2 separate regions of the Sus scrofa genome follow, and region 2 is linked to region 1. Evidence: chromatin contacts called from public Hi-C data. All regions are on one chromosome and are shown on one strand. The core of a region is the stretch at or near the end of the contact, and the rest is flanking DNA. Distances in the headings are between cores, read along the strand shown.

Region 1 (3,376 bases), core at 289-2,788:
AAGGATGTGAAACAGGCTTCGAAGAGAGCCTCACCATACACATCCCTCTTTTTTTTTTTTCCCCTCCTATCTTTTTAGGGCCACACTTGCAGCATTTGGAGGTTCCCAGGCTAGGGGTCGACTTGGAGCTGTATCTGCCAGCCTACACCACAGCCACAGCAACACTAGATCCAAGCTGCATCTGTGACCTACACCATAGCTCACGGCAACGCCAGATCCTTAACCCACTGAGCAAGGCAAGGGATCTAACTTGCAACCTCATGGATAATGGTCAGATGCATTTCCACTGAGCCAGGACAGGAACTCCCACATCCCTCTTTAGAGTCTGGCTCCTAGTTCTGTGATCTTGGGCAGATGACTCAACCTTTCCAAACCTGTTTTCTCATCTGTAAAATGGAGCCAGTAAGAACATACCCTGGGGTGCATGGGAGGGTTCAGCGGACCTGGTGTGCAGAGTGCTTGGTGTAGCACCTGGCGCATGGGGAGGCATCCATGCGCTCACCGACCGGAAGCTGCTGTTATGTTAGGATGGTGGGAATGTAACCTGCTGAGCCAGAGAGATAGCATTGATGGGACCAGTGGGGTGCCGCGATACCACCACTCATCACTCTGTGCCTAAGGCAGGGAACTCTGTGTCACCGCCTGGACACAGAGGGGCCTCAAGAGGAAGGTTGGCTCAGCCCAGCCTGCCACATGTGCTGGTTTGAGAGGCTCGCCACCTCCCCTTTCCAGGTGATGGCTCCCGCTCCCCCAACCCCACCCCGCAGCTCAGCCTTTCAGCAGCCCCAGGAGTCTGTGCCCCAGGAGGGTGGGTGATAATCTGCTGACCACCCCAAGTAGTATAGTCCATTCTGTCCTATCTCTGAAGAGCAAGGAGCATGTGAGACTCCTCGAAGAAAAAGTATGGAAAAAATTGTTCTTTTAAAATTATGTGTATGGAGTTCCCATCATGGTTCAGCGGAAAGGAATCTGACTAGCATCCATGAGGACACAGGTTTGATCCCTGGCCTCAGTCGGTGGGTTAAGGATCTGGTGTTGGTGCTGTGGCTGTGGTGTAGAACAGTGGCTACAGCTCCAATTCAACCCCTAGCCTGGGAATCTCCATATGCTGCAGGTGCGGTCCTAAAATAAGACCAAAAAAAAATTATGTGTATATTTCATAAAGTCACATTCGTCTAAGGCCATAAGTGCCTCTAGAGTTTATCTAGTCCCTGTGATCATCCGAAGCACCCAGAGCCCTGATACAGGTGTGCATGTGTACACGTAATCTCCAGGTGATTCTGATGATCAGCCAAGTTTGGGAACCAGAGGTCTATCCTGACTCCCTAGTTTTACAAGCCCAAGGTAGGATGAGTGATTTCTTCAGGGTCACCTAATCCACTAGTAACAAAGTTTGGACTAAAAGCCCTCCTGGCTCTCAGTCTCACCTTCTGCTTCAGCCTTGTCCCTTCCACTAGAACCTTTTCTCAGCCTGCCCTCCAAATCCACTGATACCCAGGTCAGGAAGTGCGGTCAGTTCACTTCTTTGTTTTCTGGTAGCAAAGAACCCATGTCCCTTCCCACTTCCTCTTGCTGCTCTGTGAATGGCTTCTGCCCTGGCCCTGGGGCCCACAGGCTGGCCTCCTGGAGTCGACCACCACTTTGCCTCATTTGGTCAACAGCTGTTGAGCACCCCTGGACCAAGGCTGGGTAGCCTAGTCTGGTGGAGGGCAAACCCCTCTGTTACGGAATGGTGGGCTGTGTGCTGCTGGGATGTGGACACTGCGCCCCGAGCAGGGGCCAGCGTGGAGTGGGGGTGGGGAGGGCTCCACTGAGGCTACCTGCTGGCAGGTGACCAGCACCTGACATCCTCATTGCCCATTATCACTGCCCTCCTGCCAGTGTACTCACAGGGCAGCCTCCCTCTCCATGATGAAAAAGCCACCCCCCCAGCAGCGGGCCCCACCCATCATCCCTGGATCTGCTCTTCCTCCCCACTCAGATTTGCACCCAGCCCACTCATGCCCTCTTCCCTGTGGCACAGATGATCTGGAGTCACATGTGCACCTGTGACTCGCTGCTTTTTATCTTTTCTTCCTGGTACAAGCTGCTTTCCTCCCGGAACTGTGGCCACTTTTGTTCCAGTTCTGCAAGGCACGTAAATCCACTTATTTGCAGCTCTCCTGAAATGGTTTCCCTCCCCCACTCGTCCTGGGCCTGATGCTTGATGGCAGGAAGTCTGTTTTTGCCCATTTAGTGACACAAACACACACAGACAGACACCTCCAGCATGGGATCTTTCTCTTCTCCAGCTAATACTGCTGAACTTAACCTTCAGGATACCTAATACCCAATGTGATTTTATAACCAAGGCTGGTAAATGATGCCATGGCCTTTGCAGATTTCGAGATCTTTTGAACTACTTTTCGACGCCCATGGACTTTTTTTTTTTTTAATTTTTTTTATTATAGTTGATTTACGATGTTCTGTCAATTTCTTCTGGGCAGCAAAGTGACCCAGTTATACATTTATACACATTCTTTTTCTCATATTATCCTCCATCATGTTCCATCACAAGTGATTAGATATAGTTCCCTGTGCTGTTCAGCAGAATCTCATTGCTTATCCACTCCACATGCGATAGTTTGCATCCACTAACCCCAAACTCCTAGTCCATCCCATTCCCTCCTTTTTAATTTACAAGTCGTTGCTGAAGGCCAATGGACTCAAGATGCAGCTGTGTTCAGTCATAGAAATAAATAAAGAGCGGAAAGCTCACTGGAGGAGCCAAGTACATGGGACTTCACTGCTATCCTTGAGCCCTGGGCCCCGTGAAGGGGCCAGCAGGGCCTGGGTTTAGAAAGGCACAGAACGCTGCTGTGTCCCGATGCTGGGAATAATGAAAGCCCTTGTGTGGAGGTGGGGGGCAGGGGGCGGTCAACTTGCTGAGCTTACTTCTAGGAAGAAAGCTTGTCCTTTTTTTTCTCCCTAAGAATAGTATCTGGCTTGTTCCTTTTCATAAAGAAAATGTTTGAAGTACGGATGTTTCCAGCCTCAGCTGCTCAGTGCCAGCGTGTTCCTGGGGCGGTACCATGCCACGAAGGGGGGCAGGAAACAGAGTCTGGGGTGGATAAGAAGCCGAACTCAGCACAATGGCCTTGGCAGCTAACCAGTGCCATCCACTTCTACATCATCTGCAGTTTTATGTTCCATTTGTGAACTTGTTGCTGAAATGGACGAGGAGTCACCTGAGTTCTCTTTGTAATGTTTCTGTTTCATAAACATGCTCTTTGACTTTGGTATATTAATCTTAATTTCTCTTGATTCAGTTTTCTTTTTACAAGCCAACCATTACTGAGGATCTGCAGTGCTCCAGAAGTGTCATGATTTGTATTGC
Region 2 (3,376 bases), core at 256-2,755, 150 kb after region 1:
AGGCCCACACCTGCCAGAAGCGTTCAACTGAAAGGATGGGATGGGCCCTAGAAGGGTTAGTGGCCGGTCTGATTCCCGTTAATTCCCAACTGTTCTCATGGCAACTGCAGCGTCCAAAGAAGGAGGCCACCAAGGAGTCCCGCAGGGGGCCTGGGCACCTGCGCTGGCGCCCGCAGGGGGACTCAGGTCGGCGGGTCGCCTTGTGGCCCTGCAACACGTTCTGCCACAGGAGCCTCCCTCCCCCACCCACGACCCTCCTGAGCTCGCTCTCGGCCCTCCACAGGAGCCCTAGACCTTTTTCACTTTCAGCTCCCTCAGAAGCCCCTGCCACTCGCCAGCGCCCCCGCTCGGGCCCAGGCTCACCAGCCCCCGGGCGCCGGGGCCGCCCGGCTCACAGCGCCCTCAGGCATCGCGCTCAGCGATTTCAGCTCCACCGGGGCAGCGGCAGCAGAAGCTATGGTGGCACGAGCGGCTCAAAACGCGAACTACCGCCAGGGCTCAGCTTTGGGCTGGGTAGGAGGAGCCGAGGCAGGGGGTGCGGTCTGTACGCATGAGGGCGTTTCTAGAGTGGACGGCTACGGCTTGTGGGGGCGGGGCAACGAAACAGCCCAGGAAGTAAAGGGCAGGGACCCAAGAACCACGGATTCACCACCAAGCAGTCGTGGGTATTGTTCCTAGAAGAAGGTCTGCAGAACGCGGCTTCAGAATTGAGAAAATCAAGCCTTTTATGGTATTATCAGGCCTGGTCACCCCCAGAGAAATGCACTTCCCAGAGCCCCAACTAGACGGTAGCCACGCCCCCAAGGTACTACAATTGGCATTAGATAGGCCCCAGGGACCAGCGGGGAAACTAACTTCCAGCTCAGAATTACAAGAGTGAGGTACAGCCAAAAGGCTCTGTTCCCATGGACCCCCCAAGCGCTGGGATTTAAAGCGGTTAAAATAGTTTCTGCTCGCCGCCTGTCCAGCACGTTGACCTACGTGGAAATGAGTAACTCTTTTGATCGCTGAGAAGTGTACTGAACTAGGCAACACAATTGGCCCCCACAGAATAAAGGGGAGGGAGCTGATGGCCTAGAAGAGATTTCGGAGAGCTGAAGTGTGTCGATGTGCCTATGGGAAATAATGTTTCATGGTTTCTTTAGCCTCCAATGTCCCATCGAGTTCTCATCCAGAGTAATACAGGACTTTGTTCCTCCAGATCTTTCCATATTCCTGTCAAAATTTACTTCTGAAATCTTTTCCCTTTGGCGAGGTCACTTCTAAGCTTGCTGGCACTAGATTTAATAGTTTTAATAGCACATGGGACAGGGGGTGTGGTGGAGCATGCACAGAAATACTTTACAGAGTACTTCATATGTACCTCAGCCTAAGTTTATTTTCTAGGAACCTTCCCGAATCACTGCTACTTTGAGAAATTACCTTACAAAGAGGTTAGCCTATGCCCAAAGACTTGGGCCCCAGAAAAACAGAACACTGATGTATCTTATCCAATCCAGGTCCTTGGAACCCTTGGGGGAGATGACAAGTTAGCAAGAGGGAAAGATTCCTAAACCGATTGAAATGAAGGCTCTTGTACAGACAAACGGCAAAACAGGTATGTACTTGTGTGTACCGCAGCAGGTATTAAAATGAGAACTGTAAAGCTAACAAATTGACACAAAGATCAGGAAAGTCATCTCCTAGAAGACCAAATGGCAATGGCTACTGGAAGTATGAGGCTTCTTCCTTCCCTTCAACCATGTACTGCTGATGTAATGAAATATAAAATGGAGTTTTCACATTTCTCAAATCTGGAGGAGGCAGCAAGAGTCATTAGCCACAACAGTAAGAAAAGGGATTGGTTCCTCAACTCCTTGCTAGCCTGTGATTTTTTCTTTTTTGGCGGGGTGGGGAAGAGAACTCAATATAACAATGCTAGTGAATAAAGAGTGCCACCTGGTGTCCTTACTTGCGTGCTGCATTCCCCAGCAACCACCATCTTTACCCACTAAAGTTGTTCCTCATTCTCTCCAGATCATTTTTGTGTCCACTAGTGGTTTTCTCACCTACGTAACTCATGGCCAGGAAACGGGTTTACAAAATGCCATTGGACATTTTCTATCCAAAGCTACCCTGGTTTATCCCCACAGAGAAAATGCTCCACAATTTATTCCCATCTGAAGCTGAAGTTGCAGAGACAATATAAGCTCCTGCTTTCCTTGTCTAAGCTGATCTAAGCGAAAAACTGAGAACAGTGTAATGAAGAGATTTCTTTAGTCTAGAATCTAGATGCTTCCAGTTTAGGGCCAAAACCACATATTTTTAATCCTTCACAATTTAATCCAACCTTTATTGTCTATGATACGTATGTACCAAGCAGCCTTTTTTTATCTTTATTTTTTGGCCATGCCCAGGCTAGGGTTTGAACCCGTGCCACAGCAGTGACCCAAGCTGCAGCAGTGACAACACCAGATCTTTAACCCACTGTGCCACAAGGGAACTCCCAACCCTGCAGCCTTTTAAGTGCCAAGTTGGGAAGAGGCTTTAAGCTCAGAAAATAATAGTCCCAGGCCCATGGAGTTCCCGTCGTGGCTCAGTGGTTAACGAATCCGACTAGGAACCATGAGGTTTTGGGTTCAATCCCTGGCCTTGCTCAGTGGGTTAAGGATCTGGTGTTGCTGTTGCTGTGGCATAGGCCAGTGGCTACAGCTCCAATTAGACCCCTAGCCTGGGAACCTCCATATGCCTCGGGAGCGGCCCTAGAAAAGGCAAAAAGACCAAAAAAAAAAAAAAAAAAAAAAGTCCCAGGTCCAATGTGAGTAGAAGCATTATTCCCTTTTTTCCAAATTAGGTAATTGCTATCCCACCTCCAGAATGCAGCTGACTCTCATATATTTCATTGTACATATGCTATTTCACTTTTGATTTTGCTTATTAGATTCTAAAATCCCAGATGTCTAGGTGTATACAAATAGTCTTTTTTGTCCTATGCTCATTAGATCAGATTTTTAAATTCACCCTAGGCTTAACATGCAAATAGGTGCAGTTATAAGATCCTGGAAAACTAAAAGGCTAGAGTAAACATTTGCTTATCAATTCAAATATTTATTGAGCACCTTAACATGCAAGGCACTGTGGGACAGCTGAGACCATTATTTGCAGTTGGAAACAGGATGGATCTCAAAACAATGCTTCCAAGACTGCTTTCCTATTTAACAAAATCTAACAGCAGAGTTTACAATGATAGAAGAATTTAGATCTCAGATTTGTCTCAAAATTCCCAATTCATCCCATAGTTTAGCCTTCTCACCCTCCACATATACCTCACCTCCATCACTAATACTTAACGTATCTTTGTAGAGCAGTTCAGTTACATTTAATATAGGACAATTAT

The links. A called contact is a pair of places that touch in the nucleus more often than the background predicts.
Region 2: a Hi-C map of alveolar macrophages shows a contact between it and region 1, with 1.6 times the contacts expected there. The contact joins the promoter of MAPKBP1 here to the enhancer-like site in region 1. A contact is called at or near these places in 5 of 47 Hi-C or Micro-C datasets (alveolar macrophages, brain, embryonic fibroblasts and 2 more).

The regions. Positions count from the first base shown.
Region 1 is chr1:129,440,858-129,444,233 of Sscrofa11.1, forward strand. The region is part of intron 4 of EHD4 (EH domain-containing protein 4); the gene reads left to right. Among named protein-coding and RNA genes, the nearest start is that of SPTBN5, 19 kb to the right of the region's middle. Within about 2 kb of position 1,539, at least 17 of the 83 cell types and tissues checked have an H3K27ac peak or open chromatin away from gene starts, as enhancers often do. A contact at or near this core is called in alveolar macrophages, where this site is marked.
Region 2 is chr1:129,587,579-129,590,954 of Sscrofa11.1, forward strand. It overlaps MAPKBP1 (mitogen-activated protein kinase-binding protein 1), which reads right to left and starts at 1,506. Exons shown (of 32, transcript XM_021097365.1): 1 at 364-1,506. It overlaps MGA (MAX gene-associated protein), which reads right to left. Exons shown (of 25, transcript XM_021097378.1): 25 at 3,067-3,376.